Linked DNA regions of Mus musculus: region 1 is linked to region 2. A link is a contact called in public HiChIP or PLAC-seq data. All regions are on one chromosome and are shown on one strand. Each heading gives the region's core, a stretch centred on a gene start, on an enhancer-like site or on the middle of the called end of the contact. The rest is flanking DNA. Distances are from core to core; before and after follow the strand shown. Region 1 holds the start of Pex11b (peroxisomal biogenesis factor 11 beta). Region 2 holds the start of H2bc18 (H2B clustered histone 18).

The links. HiChIP or PLAC-seq counts read pairs in DNA pulled down with a chosen protein or histone mark.
Region 1: an H3K4me3 HiChIP or PLAC-seq map of bone marrow-derived macrophages shows a contact between it and region 2, with 6 times the contacts expected there. The contact joins the promoter of Pex11b here to the promoter of H2bc18 in region 2. A contact is called at or near these places in 6 of 39 promoter capture datasets (the HPC-7 cell line, cranial neural crest, embryonic stem cells and 3 more), 20 of 484 Hi-C or Micro-C datasets (B cells, the Ba/F3 cell line, the C2C12 cell line and 9 more), 16 of 115 datasets of contacts at active chromatin or transcription factors (the 230-238 cell line, the SCID.adh cell line, T-cell acute lymphoblastic leukemia and 9 more) and 3 of 9 other capture datasets (adipose tissue, liver and pancreatic islet).

Annotation. Positions count from the first base shown.
Region 1 is chr3:96,633,937-96,637,016 of GRCm38.p6, forward strand. It overlaps Pex11b (peroxisomal biogenesis factor 11 beta), which reads left to right and starts at 1,494. Exons shown (of 4, transcript NM_011069.3): 1 at 1,494-1,807; 2 at 2,738-2,853. The coding sequence starts at 1,752.
Region 2 is chr3:96,268,174-96,271,395 of GRCm38.p6, forward strand. H2bc18 (H2B clustered histone 18) reads left to right here and starts at 1,527. Exons shown (of 1, transcript NM_175666.3): 1 at 1,527-2,019. The coding sequence starts at 1,579. The coding sequence ends at 1,959. H3c13 (H3 clustered histone 13) reads left to right here and starts at 481. Exons shown (of 1, transcript NM_178215.2): 1 at 481-982. The coding sequence starts at 521. The coding sequence ends at 931.

The DNA of each region.
Region 1 (3,080 bases), core at 244-2,743, 370 kb after region 2:
GGACAGCCGGGGCTATACAGAGAAACCCTGTCTCGAAAAAAAACAAAAAAAGTAAAGTGAGGATGTCAGATATATTGGAGTTAGAAACAGTTGTGAGCTGGAAGAGCAGACTGTACCCTTAACCACTGAGCCATCTCTCCAGACTCCTCCCTCACCCCCACCCCACTTTCTTTCTCCAGGCTGGTCTGGAACTCACAAAGAAAGATCTACCTGCCTCTTCCTCCCAAGGCTGGTATCAAAGGCATGCACCACCACTACACAGTGGTTTTGGTTTAAATATCTAATGAGGTTTTTGCCTGCATGTATGTTTATATACTATCTGTGTTCCTGGTGCCTGAGAAGATTAGAACAGGGCTCCAGAGCGTCTGGAACAGAAGTTACAGATGCTGTGAGCTGCTATGTGGATGGGGGATTCAATCTGTCTTCTGGAAAAGCAGCCAGTAGAAAAGCAGCAGAGCCAACTCCAGCCCTAGATTTCTTTTTATAGTGGTTGTAGAGATCTTGTTTGTGATATTGTAGGTTTTTTGTTGTTTTGGTTTTTTTCCTCCTCACAACTATAGTCAGGCTATTGCTGCTACAGGCAAGTTTTTTTTGTTTGTTTGTTTTTGTTTTGTTTTTCAAGACAGGGTTTCTCTGTGCAGTTCTGGCTGTCCTGGAACTCACTCTGTAGACCAGGCTGGTCTCAAATTCAGAAATTTGCCTGCCTCTGCCTCCCAAGTGTTGGGATTAAAGGCGGGTGCCACCATGCCCGGCTTCGCTTTTTTTTTTTTTTTTTTTTTTAAATAATGTGTAAAGGTGTAAAAGTGTTTTCCTTGTGTACCATGTTCATGCCTGGTACCTGCTGAGGTTTGAGAAGGGTGTTGGATCCCCTGGAGTTTACCCCCCTACTGCCTCTCCCCATCCACTTCATTTCTCTTCAGAAGAAGGCAGGTCTCCGTTAGGTATCAACAGCATGGTATATTAAGTTGCAGTAAGACTAGGCACCTTCTTTGATTAAGTCTTTCATGAGGCAACACAGCAGGAGGAAAGGGTCCCGCAGAATCAGAGACAGCCCCTGTTCCCGCTGTTAGAAGTCCCACAAGAAGACCAAACTACACAACTATAGCATGTGCGAAGCAGTCTCATGCAGGCTCCCTGTAGCAGTTCAGTCTGAGCCCCTATGGGCCCAGTTTACTTGACTCTGTGCATTTTCTTGTACAGTCCTTCCCCTTGTCTTATGCAAAATTCTCCAAGGTCTGCCTAACTTTTGGCTGTGGGTCTGTGCCTTTGTTTCTACCAGTTGCTGTGTGAAGCCTCTCTGATGACAATTGGGCTAGGCACCAATCTTTGAGTATAGCAGACCATCGTTGTCAAGCGGCATCTCATTACATCCGCTTTCCCTAGGACAAATAGTCTAGGACAGGCTTCTGCTGTTCTGGGCGTTTGGGGCGGGTGGCGTGTGCGCCTTGGCGGCAACCTACAGCGCCTCCTGGCTCCCGCAGGCCCCACCCCTTGCTGCTGAGAATTTAAAGCAGAATGTGCTCCTAGGGGCGTGCTTAAAAGCCGGAGACCATCCCAGAGAAGGGTGAGCTGCCGGAAATGCACCCACGATCTCGCTTCGCGTCCTGAAATTCCACTTCAAGGCCGGCTCCGGCTGCTTGGCTTTCCTGCCGCCGTTTGTCCCTCGCGAAGCCCCGTTGCTCGCCCAGGAGGCGTGACTTGGGGCTGGAAGCAGGCGGGCCGCTGCGCCGTGGGCCCGGGCTGCCGCTGTCATGGACGCCTGGGTCCGCTTCAGTGCTCAGAGCCAAGCCCGGGAGCGGCTGTGTAGGTGCGGCCGACGGAGGAGCGCGGGCGGGAGGGCAGAGCAGGGTCCCGCGAGGCGACGGGCGCGCTACGGGGTCCCTAAGGGTCAGCTGTGGCTACGGGGGCCCGCGCGGCCCCGGAGGCGTACTCCGCAGCCGGTTGTGAGATGATTCTTCCCTGCTCAAGGGAAAGATGGGGAAACTGAGGCATGAGTGGGCCAGCGGGGAGGCCACCTAGGTTTACTGTGTCCACAGAGAGCAACAGTTTCCTCGCTGCTGTGGTGGCACGAGGGGCGATCCTCTCGGTTCTGCGTCCTCTCACCAGTTGTGACCTAGGAGCCTCGCTATCTCGGCTCTTCTTCGGTTTCCATCAGTCCAAGAACCTTAATCTATCTCTTAGTTTACCTACCCGGAGAACTAATCTGCCCTTCAACTAGATCTTCCTCTGTCGTGTTTCATGTATAAAATCGCAGTGTGGACGTCTGCGATGAACCCCGGGCTGCTTACTGGCCCTAAACTTTAGGCCTCATCATTTTCAAAACTCTTAGTCTCTTAACTCCAAAGAGTGCTCTCCACCATCTTCTAGGCTTTATTTTCCTCGCATGTCTTTCCCTTCCCCTGGCTTTGAGGAAAAAAATGGAAAGATATTGGTGTGAAACCGAGGAAGTGTCCCTGGTGGGGTTTTTGTTTACCAATTATTATTTGTCTGAGTGTTTGGTCTGCAAGAATGTATGTGTACCACATGTGTGTCTAGTGCCTGCAAAGGACAGAAGAGAGTGGTGGATCCCTGGAACTAGAGTTACAGACAGTTATGAGCCACCGTGTGGGTGCTGGGAGTGGAACCCGGGTCCCCTGCAAGAGCAAGTGCTCTTAACCGCCTCACCAGCCCACGGAGGATATGGTTGGCAGAGGGGTTAGGGAGGCCTGTCCCTTACTCTACGTGTCCTCCCCTCCAGGGCCGCCCAGTATGCCTGTTCCCTTCTCGGCCATGCTTTGCAGAGACATGGGGCTAGTCCCGAGTTACAGAAACAGATTCGACAACTGGAGGGTCATCTGAGCCTCGGACGAAAGTGTAAGTAAAGCAGACCTTCCTCTTATCATCCTCAGCTGGTAGCCCATGGCCTCTCCTCCCGTTCTGCCAGTTCGCCATCATTTGCCACTCTCCTGCATGCCTCCAGTTGAGGTCAGAGAACAGGTATAAGGAAGTTAGCACTGATTGGAAAAACACGGCACGAGAACACTAAACTGGCACAAAAATGAATTACGATTGGAAGTTAAGAAAAAGAACAAATTATTTTT
Region 2 (3,222 bases), core at 277-2,776:
AAGACCGGCTTTGGTAGGGTTTCGAAATAGGTAAAACTTAAGTTTGCATTTGGTTCCTTTCACTATACATCGTTTTGTCATCTTTCGGCCGTGGTACAATGCGTTCAAATCACTGGGCACAAAGCCTGAAGTTAAATAAATGCTAACTGTCAGAGAAGAGCTACAGTATCTGGTGACTCGCTACAAAGTGAATCGCAGAACATGAAAAGGGCAAGTTTGTTTCCAAAGAAACCTGTTAGAAGAGCACACTGCGTGAGAAACACTTTAAACACTGCATTTAGGAAAGTTACATCAACTGAAAAGCACTATCTTTTTAAAACCCTCTGCGGTTCATAAATACAGGAAGGAAAAGTATCAGGAGAGAAGGAATAGTGTAACCATCTTGAAACTCAGCAAATAGGATCGAATTCTACCCAATCAGACTGCAAGTCCAGAAACTCCTGCTTTCTGGGCCCAATCAAGACGAAGATAAGTCTATAAGTATGGCCACTTGGCGTCTGCAAGCCGAAGTCGCAAAAATATGGCCCGTACGAAGCAGACCGCCCGCAAGTCCACCGGCGGCAAGGCCCCGCGCAAGCAGCTGGCCACCAAGGCCGCCCGCAAGAGCGCCCCGGCCACGGGCGGCGTGAAGAAGCCGCACCGCTACCGGCCCGGCACCGTGGCGCTGCGGGAGATCCGGCGCTACCAGAAGTCGACCGAGCTGCTGATCCGCAAGCTGCCGTTCCAGCGCCTGGTGCGCGAGATCGCGCAGGACTTCAAGACGGACCTGCGCTTCCAGAGCTCGGCCGTCATGGCGCTGCAGGAGGCGAGCGAGGCCTACCTGGTGGGGCTGTTCGAGGACACCAACCTGTGCGCCATCCACGCCAAACGCGTCACCATCATGCCCAAGGACATCCAGTTGGCCCGCCGCATCCGTGGGGAGCGCGCTTAAGCGCCCTGTTTCCCTTCCATCCCCCACAAAGGCTCTTTTCAGAGCCACCTACGTTGTCGATGAAAGTAGCTGTGTCAGCTTTGCAAATTGATTTTCAGTGTTTCAAATACGCCCTCAAGTGTGTCAGGCCTAACAGTTACCAGTAATCACATTCCTTATCCCAGGTTTATTCCATTTAGAGCTGGTCTTGAGCTCACTACTCAAATATGGGCCAGTCCAAAAAAGGAGTTCTAATTAGGGTCTCAGAACTGTGAACCTGAAAAATAGCCCCAAAATTCCAAGCGTGATACCTAAGAGCGATAGTTAACTTATTTCAACCTGGTGTTTTAAGGATCTGTAAGCGAAGGGAACATAAAGAACAGCTGAGGCAAAACTGCCGCTCTCAATAACAGGCTAGCATGAAATGGAAGGCTGCGATTGGCTAGAAAGAATTTCCTCTAAGCACCACCAAGGCTCGCAACCAGAATCGGTTTGAGTAGGCTCCGCCTCCTTGACGCTGACTCTGCTGTAAATCAACCAATAAAAATGGAATACCGTGTGAAACCTCATTTGCATACAAGCTCTATAAGTACCGCATAGCAAGCCGCGCTGAAACAGTTCGTAGTTGCCCGGTCTACCTTACGTTGCATCTTTAGACGCGGAGGAAAATGCCGGATCCAGCGAAGTCTGCTCCTGCCCCAAAGAAGGGCTCTAAGAAAGCTGTCACGAAAGTGCAGAAGAAAGATGGCAAGAAGCGCAAGCGCAGCCGCAAGGAGAGCTATTCTGTTTACGTGTACAAGGTCCTGAAGCAAGTGCACCCCGACACGGGCATCTCATCTAAGGCTATGGGAATCATGAATTCCTTCGTGAACGATATCTTCGAGCGCATCGCAGGTGAGGCTTCCCGTCTGGCGCATTACAACAAGCGCTCGACCATCACTTCCCGGGAGATCCAGACAGCCGTGCGTCTGCTGCTGCCGGGAGAGTTGGCTAAACACGCTGTGTCGGAAGGCACCAAGGCCGTCACCAAGTACACCAGCTCCAAGTGAAGTGCAGCAGAGACGTGATTGATCGGCTTTACCCAAAAGGCTCTTTTCAGAGCCACTTTAGTTCTCAAAAAAAGACTGTAAGCACTAAGGGTCTGATCTAGCAGGTAAGGTTAAGCCATGATGAGTCTGTTACCCTGCAGCGCTCTGGTGCAACATCGAGCGTTTCAAAGTGTTGGGCGGTGTCTTGGCTTGCTCAGCCTGCTCTCTTATATAACCCAAGACTACCAGCCCAGAGATGGTCCCACCCACAAGGGGCCTTTCCCCCTTGATCACTAATTGAGAAAATGCCTTAGAGTTGAATCTCATGGAGGCATTTCCTCAACTGAAGCTCCTTTCTCTGTGATAACCCCAGCTGTGTCAAGTTGACACAAAACTAGCCAGTACAATTGACCCCTTGTCAACTTGACACACAAACACATCACTAGTAAGCCTCAACCCTTACATTCTTATTCATCCCCAAGGTCTAAATAACTTTAAAAGTCCCACAGTCTTTACATATTCTTAAAATTTCAATCTCTTTAAAATATCCATCTCTTTTAAAATCCGAAGTCTTTTTACAATTAAAAGTCTCTTAACTGTGGGCTCCACTAAAACAGTTTCTTCCTTCAAGAGGGAAACTATCAGGGCACAGTCACAATCAAAAGCAAAAGTCAATCTCCAACCGTCCAATGTCTGGGATCCAACTTACGATCTTCTGGGCTCCTCCAAGGCCTTGGGTCACTTCTCCAGCCATGCCCTTTGTAGCACACGCGTCATCCTCTAGGCTCCAGATGCCTGTACTCCACTGCTGCTGCTGCTGCTCTTGGTGGTCATCTCATGGTACTGGCATCTCCAAAACACGGCATGACCCCTTCAGTCCTGGGCCATCAATTGCAACTGAGGCTGCACTTTCACCAATGGCCTTCCATGGCCTCTCACAGTGCCAAGCCTCAGCTGCTCTGCTCAACTCCTTCATGCCTTCAAAACCAGTACCACCTGGGTGACCCTTACACATTACCAAGCCCAGCCACAGCACAAGGTACAACTTTGGCTATATCTGGAACAAAGCCACTGTGCTCTCAGAAAACACTTCCCAGAAGATGTCACCTCAATGATGCTGGTCTCTTCTTAATCACCGCTAATTTCTTAGCTCCAGCTAACCAGCATCAATAGTCCCAGTAATGCAAAGTTTTTGCTTTAGTAGTTCTGGTATCTTGTCAATCACAGCTGATTCTTCAGCCCCAGCTAACCAGAACTACAGAATCTTCACAATCAAAACAGCAA